3 separate regions of the Gossypium arboreum genome follow, and all the other regions are linked to region 2. A link is a contact called in public Hi-C data. All regions are on one chromosome and are shown on one strand. The core of a region is the stretch at or near the end of the contact, and the rest is flanking DNA. Distances in the headings are between cores, read along the strand shown.

Region 1 (3,421 bases), core at 236-2,735, 300 kb before region 2:
ATGGTTATACAAAGAAATGAAACAATTAGAATAAGCTATAGCTTTAATTTAAATTACCAAAATAAATTTCCAAAATTTTACTTTAAATCATAAACAAATTTAAGAAGAAGACATGAGCATATAAAATTTTTCAATACCAAACAAACAAATATTTTATAATGACCTTAATCCTCATGTACATCAACAAAACCAAGAGAGAGCTAAAAAAGTAAATAAATAAATAACGTTAAAACATGCCAATTAAATTGAAAAAGAAAAAGACTAAAATAAACAACAACAAAGTCCACTCCAATCATTCACCTAATCTAAATCTGATTTTTTACAAAACATTCAATAAACCTTGCAGCTTCCGTGCTTAAGCGTCGGTAAACGGACTCTCGACCTCTTCATCGTTGCGGCAAAATTTATCTTGTCTAAGAACGTCCATACTTGTTTCATCTGGTCCAGCAGGTAAATTCAAGTCGAAGTCACGTTGACTCTGGCTCCAGGATTTAACACCATCGTTACCGCTGTTATTATTGTTGCTGCCAGCTTCGTAGTGGCATCTTTTATGTCCTCCCAAGGCTTGACCTGAAGAAAACGTCTTGTAACAGATGGAACACGTGTGTGTCTTGCCACCTTGGTTGCTGATCATGGCATGTGAATTTGTAGCCGTCGTGGATGCGGTGAATTTATCTTCAGCAGCAGCGGTGGTTGTGGAGTCTTCATCAGCTCCAACAAATTTCCTGTGACTGGACTTGTGTCCCCCTAAAGATTGATAAGTTGGAAACGATTTGTTACAAACTTCACACTTGTAGTTATGATTGAGGGAGTTTTTGGCGGCAGCTGAGCCTGAGGGGTTGTTCCTGGTGGTTCCCTTAGCCAGCATGAGAAGGCAAAGAGCTAAGTATTCTTCTTCCGTTGGCGGGTTTTCAGTTCTGGGTCTTTTTGTTCTTTTCCTCCTTGTCCATGGCTCAACACAGTGGTAGTCAACTGTATCATCATGGTGGAGCAGTGGAGGGGCTGAAGTTGGAGAATTCAACGTTTCAAGAGCCATTCAAGAGAGGTTTTTCAATGGGGAGTTGGGGTTGGCTTGGAGTGAGCGTTTAGAGTGAACAAAGGAATGGTTTTTATATTGGGAGGAACAAGGAATAGAAGGGAAGCATGGAAAGAAAGTGCTTAATAAGTGGAGACTGAGAATGAGCAGGTTGAAGAAAGTTTTATGTTTGCATGTCGTCGTCCATTGGTTGAGTGGAGTGTGGATTGGGTTGTTATAGTAATAAATTGGTGTTGTCTTCAAACTGGTGACTGTTTCTAAGTCAACAATCAAGACTTTGTTTATTCTTGCAGTAATTTCAACAGGAACTTTCCGTACGTTTGTTTGGTAAAATACTAGGGAAGTTGCTACTTCAATATTTAACTTCCCCCACACATACGATGATAAGGTGGAAGTGTGTGTTTAGTAGTGGAAACATGGGATATGGTTGAAAAGGTAATGGCCGAATCCGACTGTAATGTGTTTTAAAATTGAAATGGTCTTGGATGGGTGTGTTCAGCGTGTTGCACCAACAGCAGAAGAAGTGGCATAGTGGGAACTTAACTTGGCTTTTATGGTAGTTTGATTTTTATAGTAAGGCGTGTCAATTGGTAACCGCGGCTGCGACTTTTCTAGTTAGTTGAGTCATCAGGAAATTACTTGGGGTGGTCCATTTGTCCTTAGCTCACCTGTCTAACAACCGGCGAGTGATGAGCGGGGGGTCAAGCAGTGCACCCATCACAAACCCTGCAATGTGTGGGCCAAGCCTTTGCTAGCCTGCTCGACGTGGACCTCAGACCATGACCTTAGTTACCTTAGCTTATCTAAAAGATCGGGTTATTCAACTCTTCACCTCGGTCTTTATCTCAATATAGGAACTTTCAAAGTAGATCGTATATAGCAAGAAAATAAAATTGAATTTATTACTACAAAAAAAAAGAAAAAAACAGCTTTGTTTAAAGGTATTCCAATATAATGAGGTGTACAAGAATACCACTTCTTTATATTCAAATACATGAAAATGACTGGTTTGCTGGAATCTTAGTCAAGACGTAGGCTCAATAAATTTGTTTTTGTTTTATTTATTATTAGACATTTAGTTGCTATACTTGGAACAAATTGGGGCAGCTCATAGAGGTAGTTACCCGATTGAACAAGTCATGTTGTTTGGTTGTTGCCGACAAGTCAATTATTCATTCAGTTCACGAGCGGCGGCAGGCAACGTCATGGCTCGGTAGTAGTACGGCACCACATGGGAACTATGTTTTGCTAGGGTTCAAGCAATTGAAGAGGTAAAGAAATTTATGGAAGGATAAAAGCGAGGTGGATGTTATTCTTCAAATGTGCATTTATTTATATACAAGAGTAATGTGAATGAACTAATAACAGAACTTTTAAATGGAAGAATAAATTTTAATTTTAAATAATTTAAACAATAAAAAATTTTAAATTTGTTATTTTAATTTTTAGGTGAAAGGTAAAAAAACAAAATTAAAAAATTAAATTATATAATGTGTAAAATTAAAAGTAATTTTTTAAAAAATTAAGATTAAATTGACACAATATATAAAAATATCAATAGTTAAAACTTCTATCATGCAAATTTTAAAAATTATCATTTTTTTCTATTACCATTTATCGACTAGTAACAAAAAAATCGCATAATTAAATAACTGTTATATAACTTGTCATAATTAAGTGATAAAAAAAATTACTAAGGTGACCAAATTTTGGGGATTGGGTGTTTTGGAGGTATGACCTGCCTCTATAGCAAGCCCAATTACTTCTGTTGTATAATGGACACTTCGGGGCGATATATCTCCTAAATATCCATTTATGGACTTTTCGGCCCACATAAACTCTTTAACATTATTAGGAGGGCATTTATATACGGAATCAAAGTCAAATGAGTCATAGGATAAATAAACTGGATCTTCTAACTCCAACTTGCTACATGCCTTACACCACAACTACTCACCAAGAAAAAAGGGTAAAAAATAGACATTCCACCTTGCAATCAGACCCCACACATCCTACATTGTACTCAAACAATCCCAACATTCTCCATTCTTCAGCTGAGAACAAACCGACACTCAAGGAAACCTGAAACAAACACGAAACCATGTTGTAATTGAAAAGGCATTAGAGCTTAAATTTAAGTGGAAACAAAGTATGGGTTAAGTTTAAGTTACTTGGGTCAGCATTGATAATCATAGCAGTGCCTCCAAAATTGCAAGTTCCTCCATTTCTCTTGGTCTTTTGCCAGTAGCTGTTGAAAGCATAAGAAGCATGAGCAACAATGGTGTCTGGGTAGAAACAGCTCCCATCTGGCATAAGTTCTTTACAATCAGCACCGCCTTCACCACAAGCGTAGTCCATTGCTTCTTGCAGTGTCTCCGTAGGGAC
Region 2 (3,214 bases), core at 265-2,764:
CTCAATTAACTTGCTTTTTGCTTCAATCTTTCTTTCTAAAGAAACTTCACTCCTATTTGCCATCTAATTGGCGTTGCTATTGACTTCATTATTTCAAAGTTGCTGCCGATTGCTTATTCAATAGATTCTGCTGATTAGTGGGCTGCCATCTTCTTCTATTTCCATCCAAATACTTGCTACTCTTCTCATAAATTTGGCTGCTTTTTCTTTGTTGTGGTAAGTGTTCTGTTCCTTTAAATTTTTGCTTATATTGATCTAGTGTTTTATTATATTAACTTGCTTTTGAGAAAGGTTAATTTAGATGATTTTAGATCAGGATGAATTGAGTTCATATGTTAATAAAAATGTTGAATTAAATATATATATATATATATATATATTTATACAACTTCTAAAATTACTCGATAAAATTTAATTTTTAACATTTATAATAATATCGATATTAATTAAAATAAGATTTAATCGATTTAAATATAAATTTATTAAAGTTAAATTAAAAGTTTTTATTATTTATTAATTTCCAATTTATAATTTATGTGAGAATTATCCGTTTTAATAATATCAATTTTAATATTTCAAACTTATATCATTTCACTCAACCTAATAATTTGTAACCGTTTAAATCCATCTTTATATACAATTTTAGCAATCCATCAATCTTCGAATATAGATCATTTCTTTAACTTTTTAAGAAATTATTTTAAGAGTTTTATATATTTAAAAAGATTATTATCTTCATCAAATTGAAAAGAAAAATTTTCTCAATTTCATCATTTATAAAGATTTCAACATCTTACCTTAGGGCTTAGGCTTTAAATAAAGTAGTAAAGTAGGGAGTGGGCACAGAGATTTAATGGCACCAAAGCGAGAAAGAAGGTTTAATAAAATATGTGCCACTGCATTTTCTCGATCCCGACGAAAGATGAAACAGTTAGATAAATTAATTGGACAAAAATGGATACCAACCTGGTCATTTTATTTTCACCATTTCCATGGTCATCATCGTCTTTTTACTTTTGATCTAAACCCACTCAATATGCTAAAAAGTTTATTCTGTCTTCTCAGATCTGTTTTTTTTTTCATTTCATACGTGGTACCCACAATATAAAGAATATAATTTTATGAGATTAATTTTATTAATAAAAAAAGTTAAGTCACTTCATAAAACCTAAATGTATTTACTCTTTAAAAGCTACCATCTTTGTCTAAAACAATACACTGTTAAAAATTATTTACTTATAAAGTGAAAAGCAGTCACCTTTTTTATTTATAATTTCTTTAACCCACAAAATTGTCATATTACATCGAGTGTCAGGTAATTAACCAAAAATATTAAATGATAAAATAAAATAAAATTATTTATATAAAAAAAAGCTCCTTTTTCTTGTCTTCATTTGAACAACAGTATAAAAGGTTATTAATTTTCATTTTTACTTCTTTTCTCTTCTATATTACATACGAGTAAATACATAATTTTAATTTAGATAATCTAAATTGTTTTTAGGTAGATAATATGATTATAAGAAAAATCCCATATCTCCTCCACCTCCGGTAAATAGGAAAAATTAGAAATTAGTAAAATTGGGCTATGGCTGAACTCATCTGCTTGGCATCCAGATCTTGCATCAAAAAGAAGCTTCCCCTGACTAAACAACTCCAATTCTTCTTTCTCTTAATATTAAATAAAGTGCTATTTTTTTTCTTTTAATTAATTAATTATTTATCTTTTCTTTGCCAAGGGTTGAAAGGAACGGAGAAGCAAAGTCATGTCTTCCCCCGTAGATGAATTTTGAGAAAAAGGAGAAACAACATTGGACCCGAAAAATTCAGCATGAGAGCAGCTTATCATATTCTCCTCTTTTTCATCTTACTACCATTGTCTTCACCAACATCAAAAGCTGCTGTTTCTGTAATTGAGGATTTTATCATTTATAGAAGAATTCTACACCAACCATTATTTCCAGCTGGTTCAGCCCCACCTCCAGGGACCGACAATTCTATACCTCCACCGTCTCCTCCGCCGCCTGACCCAACTCAGCCATTCTTCCCTGAAGGTCAGCAATCCCCAGATCAGAATCAACAATCTACACCACCAGCTGCAGCGGCCAATGGCTCAATCCCAATCCCAACCGCAACACAACCCACCAAACCAGCTAAAAGAGTTGCAATTGCAATCTCTGTGGGGATTGTAACCTTGGGAATGTTATCAGGACTTGCTTTCTTCTTGTACCGTCATAGGGCTAAACACCCTGGAGATACCCAGAAGCTTGTTGGAGGGAACTCGGAGAGGTTCCAGGAAGATTCCGGGGTGCCACCTTCCAGTTTTCTTTACATTGGAACAGTGGAGCCAATGAGGAGATCGGTGAGTGAAGTGAACGGAGGAGCCAATGGTTCACCTTATCATAAATTGAACTCAGGGAAGAGATGGGATCGGTATAGGCCAAGTCCTGAACTGCAGCCATTGCCTCCTTTGGCTAAGCCTCCTGCATTTGAGAATTGTTCACCCACGGCAATGTCACCTTCATCATCTTCTTCTGGTGAAGAGAGTCAGGGGACTGGTTTTTATACCCCCCAGGGCTCAACTATTAGCAATGAAGAAAGCTATTATACTCCGGCTTCACGTTCGATTAGTGGCGGTTTGGTGACTCCGGCCAAGACAGAAATGAATGGGAATACTAATTCTGGTCGTCCTCGTTCCAAAAGAACATCTCCAAAAACAAGGCTTTTGGCTTCTTCACCCGAAATGAAGCGTGTTATTATCCCTTCAATAAAGCAGCAGCGGTCGCAGCTGCCTCCTCCTCCTCCACCACCACCGCCTCTTCAACAATCACAAAGCCTAGCCCCTGAGTTACATGAGACCGAAGAAACTACTTGTGCAAAAAGGGCGAAATTCTCCTCCCCACCTCCTCCTCCAAATGTGGCGTTACTTCGATCAATTAGCAGCCATTTGTCCCCACAAAGAACAAAAATTCCACCTTCGCCTCCACCTCCACCTCCACCGCCCCCTCCGTTCCCAGCAACGGGACCTTCAATTCCGAGGACAGTAAGGTCCTTGGAAACCGATGTGTCTCTAAAACCTTCCCCAGTGTTAAAAACGCAAGAATCCTCGACTCCAATTCCCGATATAAGTGAAGGGGGTGGGAGTAGAAAATCCATGGAAGAGGTTAATCATAAAGCTGGCAGTTGTGTAGAGAAGACAGATGGGGATGACATG
Region 3 (3,107 bases), core at 4-2,503, 470 kb after region 2:
TTAGAATTACCTTTTATCATAAGCACAATAAGATGCAGAGCTTTTGAGACTAATCCTTTAGGTTTAGATTCACCATAAAATTTATGGATGAAGTAAGATAAATAAGCAAAGGGCGTGATTGTACTCATCTTCCATTCCAAAGTACTGACTACCAATAACTCCATTCTTTGAATCACTTTGTTTTCAAAGTGATCTTGTATAGGATATTCTGATAAAACAGGTACTCTGCGCTCTTCCATTTTTGCTGCTAATGATAAACACGCCACCGACAACAATCGAATAACCCACAACTTCCCATCCTAACATCCAAAAATACATTGTTACAAACACAAACGAGAAACCTTTCATTTGACCATTGCTTGAACAATAAAAGAAAAAAAAAAAAAGGGGCTTACATCAATGGATTTCTTTGAGAGAAATCGATCCAAGTACATTACAGACAGATATGCTGTATGGATTTGAAACCCAAAGAGTGTTCTTGTCTAGATCAAAGAAAAAAATGTTTCATCGAACCATCCCTACTAAAAAGGAAAATAATAAATAAAGAAAAATCAGAAAAAATACAAACATTAAACATCCATTCAATAGCATTCAAGCGAGCACATTGCGGCCATTTGTTTCGAATGGTAATGGGATAATCAGAGATACAAGAAGTTTCTCTTTGAATCAACTTCTCAATATATTCATCATCATCATCCTTATCATTCAAGTAAAGATTTTCATCGTCTTCAGCTTCTGTTTCAGAAAAAGAAACTTCTTCTTCAGTTTCTTGACACAAGAGATTAGAGCAAGAAAAGTAACTCTCAAACTCCCCCATTTGTCTGTGGACTTCAAATCTCAACCAAAAGAAGAAAAACAAAACATGGGTTTGGTCGTTTATTTCCTACAAGGCTACAACTAGTAGTATATATGTAGAGTGTTGAATACACGTCTGAGGAGATTAAGGAAAATCCTAGAGAATGGGAGTCCCCAATTTAATTTTTTATTTACTTTATAAATCATTTTAATTTTTATGGCGTAAAAATAAGTATTTTATATTTAAAATAATATTCAAAAGACGTTCATTTTGTCGAATAATTATAGAAATTTAAAACTAAAAATAATATAAAATATTAAAAATCAAATTGAGTATAATAAATAATTTAAAAAATCTAAAGAATCCAACTAAACCAAAATGACCTAAAAAGAGATTTGAGTTGTGAGGAGTGAAAAAGCGGGAAAAGGGAAGGTGATGATGAGAGTCGCGGTTTTGGTGCCGCCAAAATCAGCGGACGAGATATAAGAGAGAAATAGGCGTTATTTGGCAGTTACGGTGAGTGTGCACCGTAGGAAACTAATCGTGCACCGTAGGAAACTAATCATGCACCCCACTCTTACGCGCTTCTCTCCCTCAATTCTCTGCATCTTTTGGGAGATTCTGCTTATGTTGGTAGCATACGGGTCAAAGGTATTGTATAATTATTACTAAAGTATCCTATACACGGCCATTGTTAGTGGAATAATGAAACTCCTACTAGGTTTAAATGATGCCATAATTAAAATTTTAAGTATTGAAATTTTACTCTTAAATTTTATAAATGATGAATTTATATTAGAATATTATTTGGTAAATTAGTAAATATAACTATTAAATATAATTGTGATGTTTGATAAATATAAATATTGATTTTAAAATATTATTAATTATTAATTATTAATTTTATTAATATAATATTTATATTATTTTAAATTGTTTTAGATAAAAGATAAATATAGTATTTTGAATATCTCATTTTAAAGAGATATTTCATTTTAATTTTAATAAAATAAAACTGATTTAATACTTTTCTAGCTTAAGCGATAAGTACAACTTACTTATCTTATTCAACCTTATTTTTACTGAAAATTTTATATTATGTAAAAGATTAAAATTGATTATTCAACACATTTGAAATAATAAATGCTAAAAATTTCATTTTCAATGAAATGAAAATATTCAAAATAAAATAAAATTTCCAATGGTTTATCAAAGTGTATTATTTTTATTCCATGCACTAGAGATGAATAGAACAATTAAGTATAATAATATTAATTTAACGTATAATTTCGGTAAAAGTGCAATGGATGCCCCTATACTAAAAGTCTGATTGCATTTTATTCTTCTACAAAAAAAAAATGAAGAAGAAGAAGAAGACGACACATTAGCCCCTGTACATTAGGAAGAAAAGTACAAATAGATCATTCTATTAAAAATTCCATTCAGTTGTATTACTAAGTAATTATTTGGCTTTTTAAAATTTTTTTTAATGTAAGTGATGTGGAATTAGAGGATGAGTAGGATTATGTAAAGTACCATGGAGGCCCTTATAGTAGGAGATAGATTACATTTTACCTCATCTACTCAAAAAATAAGCAAATTAGTCCGTGTATGTTAGATTAAAGAGTAAATTGGTTCTTTTGTTAAAAAATTCATTCATTTCTACTGTTAAGTGATAACATGGCTAACGGATCAATCATACATTAATACATGGTGTTCCACGTGTACCTCATGCTTTTCATATAAAAAATATTTAAAAATTAAAATCCATAAATAAATAAATAAATAAATAATTCTAAAATTAAAATCCATAAATAAATAAATAAAATTTCTAATAATTATTTAAAAACCATATCCGGATGAACTTGATCAAATGGTTGTCCGAGTTCATCTTGAATATGATTTTTAAATAATTAAAAATTATAAAATGATTAAAAACAACGGTCAAAATGGATATGGACGAATGGATGTTTAGATTCAAATGACCTTTGACAACAATTACTCTAGGTTCATTTTGGAGTGATATTTTAAATAATTATAAAAATCATACAAAATTATAGAAATTTATTTAAAATGATTAAAAACATAAGAAATTATAAATAATTACTAAATTTTAAAAATTAATAATAGAAAGTTATTATGAAAGGTTACTATTGTATATATTTATGTATGCACATGTATACACATTTTGCTTATAAGAAATTAATAAAATAGTACTCATCAACTTGTTTAACTAAAAATATCAACTTGATTAAAAAGATATATGTGTATATGTGTATTTGAATTCTTTAAATATGTTATGTGTGTATGT

The links. Hi-C and Micro-C count contacts between places; a contact is called where the count stands out from the background.
Region 1: a contact with region 2 is called in a Hi-C map of leaf, with 2.3 times the contacts expected there. The contact joins the promoter of LOC108456301 here to the promoter of LOC108479638 in region 2. A contact is called at or near these places in 2 of 5 Hi-C or Micro-C datasets (both in leaf).
Region 3: a contact with region 2 is called in a Hi-C map of leaf, with 4 times the contacts expected there. The contact joins the promoter of LOC108459970 here to the promoter of LOC108479638 in region 2. A contact is called at or near these places in 2 of 5 Hi-C or Micro-C datasets (both in leaf).

What each region holds. Positions count from the first base shown.
Region 1 is chr12:40,454,745-40,458,165 of ASM2569848v2, forward strand. It overlaps LOC108456301 (zinc finger protein AZF1), which reads right to left and starts at 1,486. Exons shown (of 1, transcript XM_017754899.2): 1 at 127-1,486. The coding sequence starts at 1,036. The coding sequence ends at 356. It overlaps LOC108454157 (glucan endo-1,3-beta-glucosidase 1), which reads right to left. Exons shown (of 3, transcript XM_053023236.1): 2 at 3,208-3,421; 3 at 2,899-3,118. The coding sequence ends at 3,087.
Region 2 is chr12:40,759,566-40,762,779 of ASM2569848v2, forward strand. It overlaps LOC108479638 (formin-like protein 6), which reads left to right and starts at 1,515. Exons shown (of 4, transcript XM_017782354.2): 1 at 1,515-3,214. The coding sequence starts at 1,832.
Region 3 is chr12:41,230,314-41,233,420 of ASM2569848v2, forward strand. LOC108459970 (cyclin-D5-1-like) reads right to left here and starts at 1,254. Exons shown (of 5, transcript XM_017759364.2): 1 at 569-1,254; 2 at 396-482; 3 at 11-299. The coding sequence starts at 817.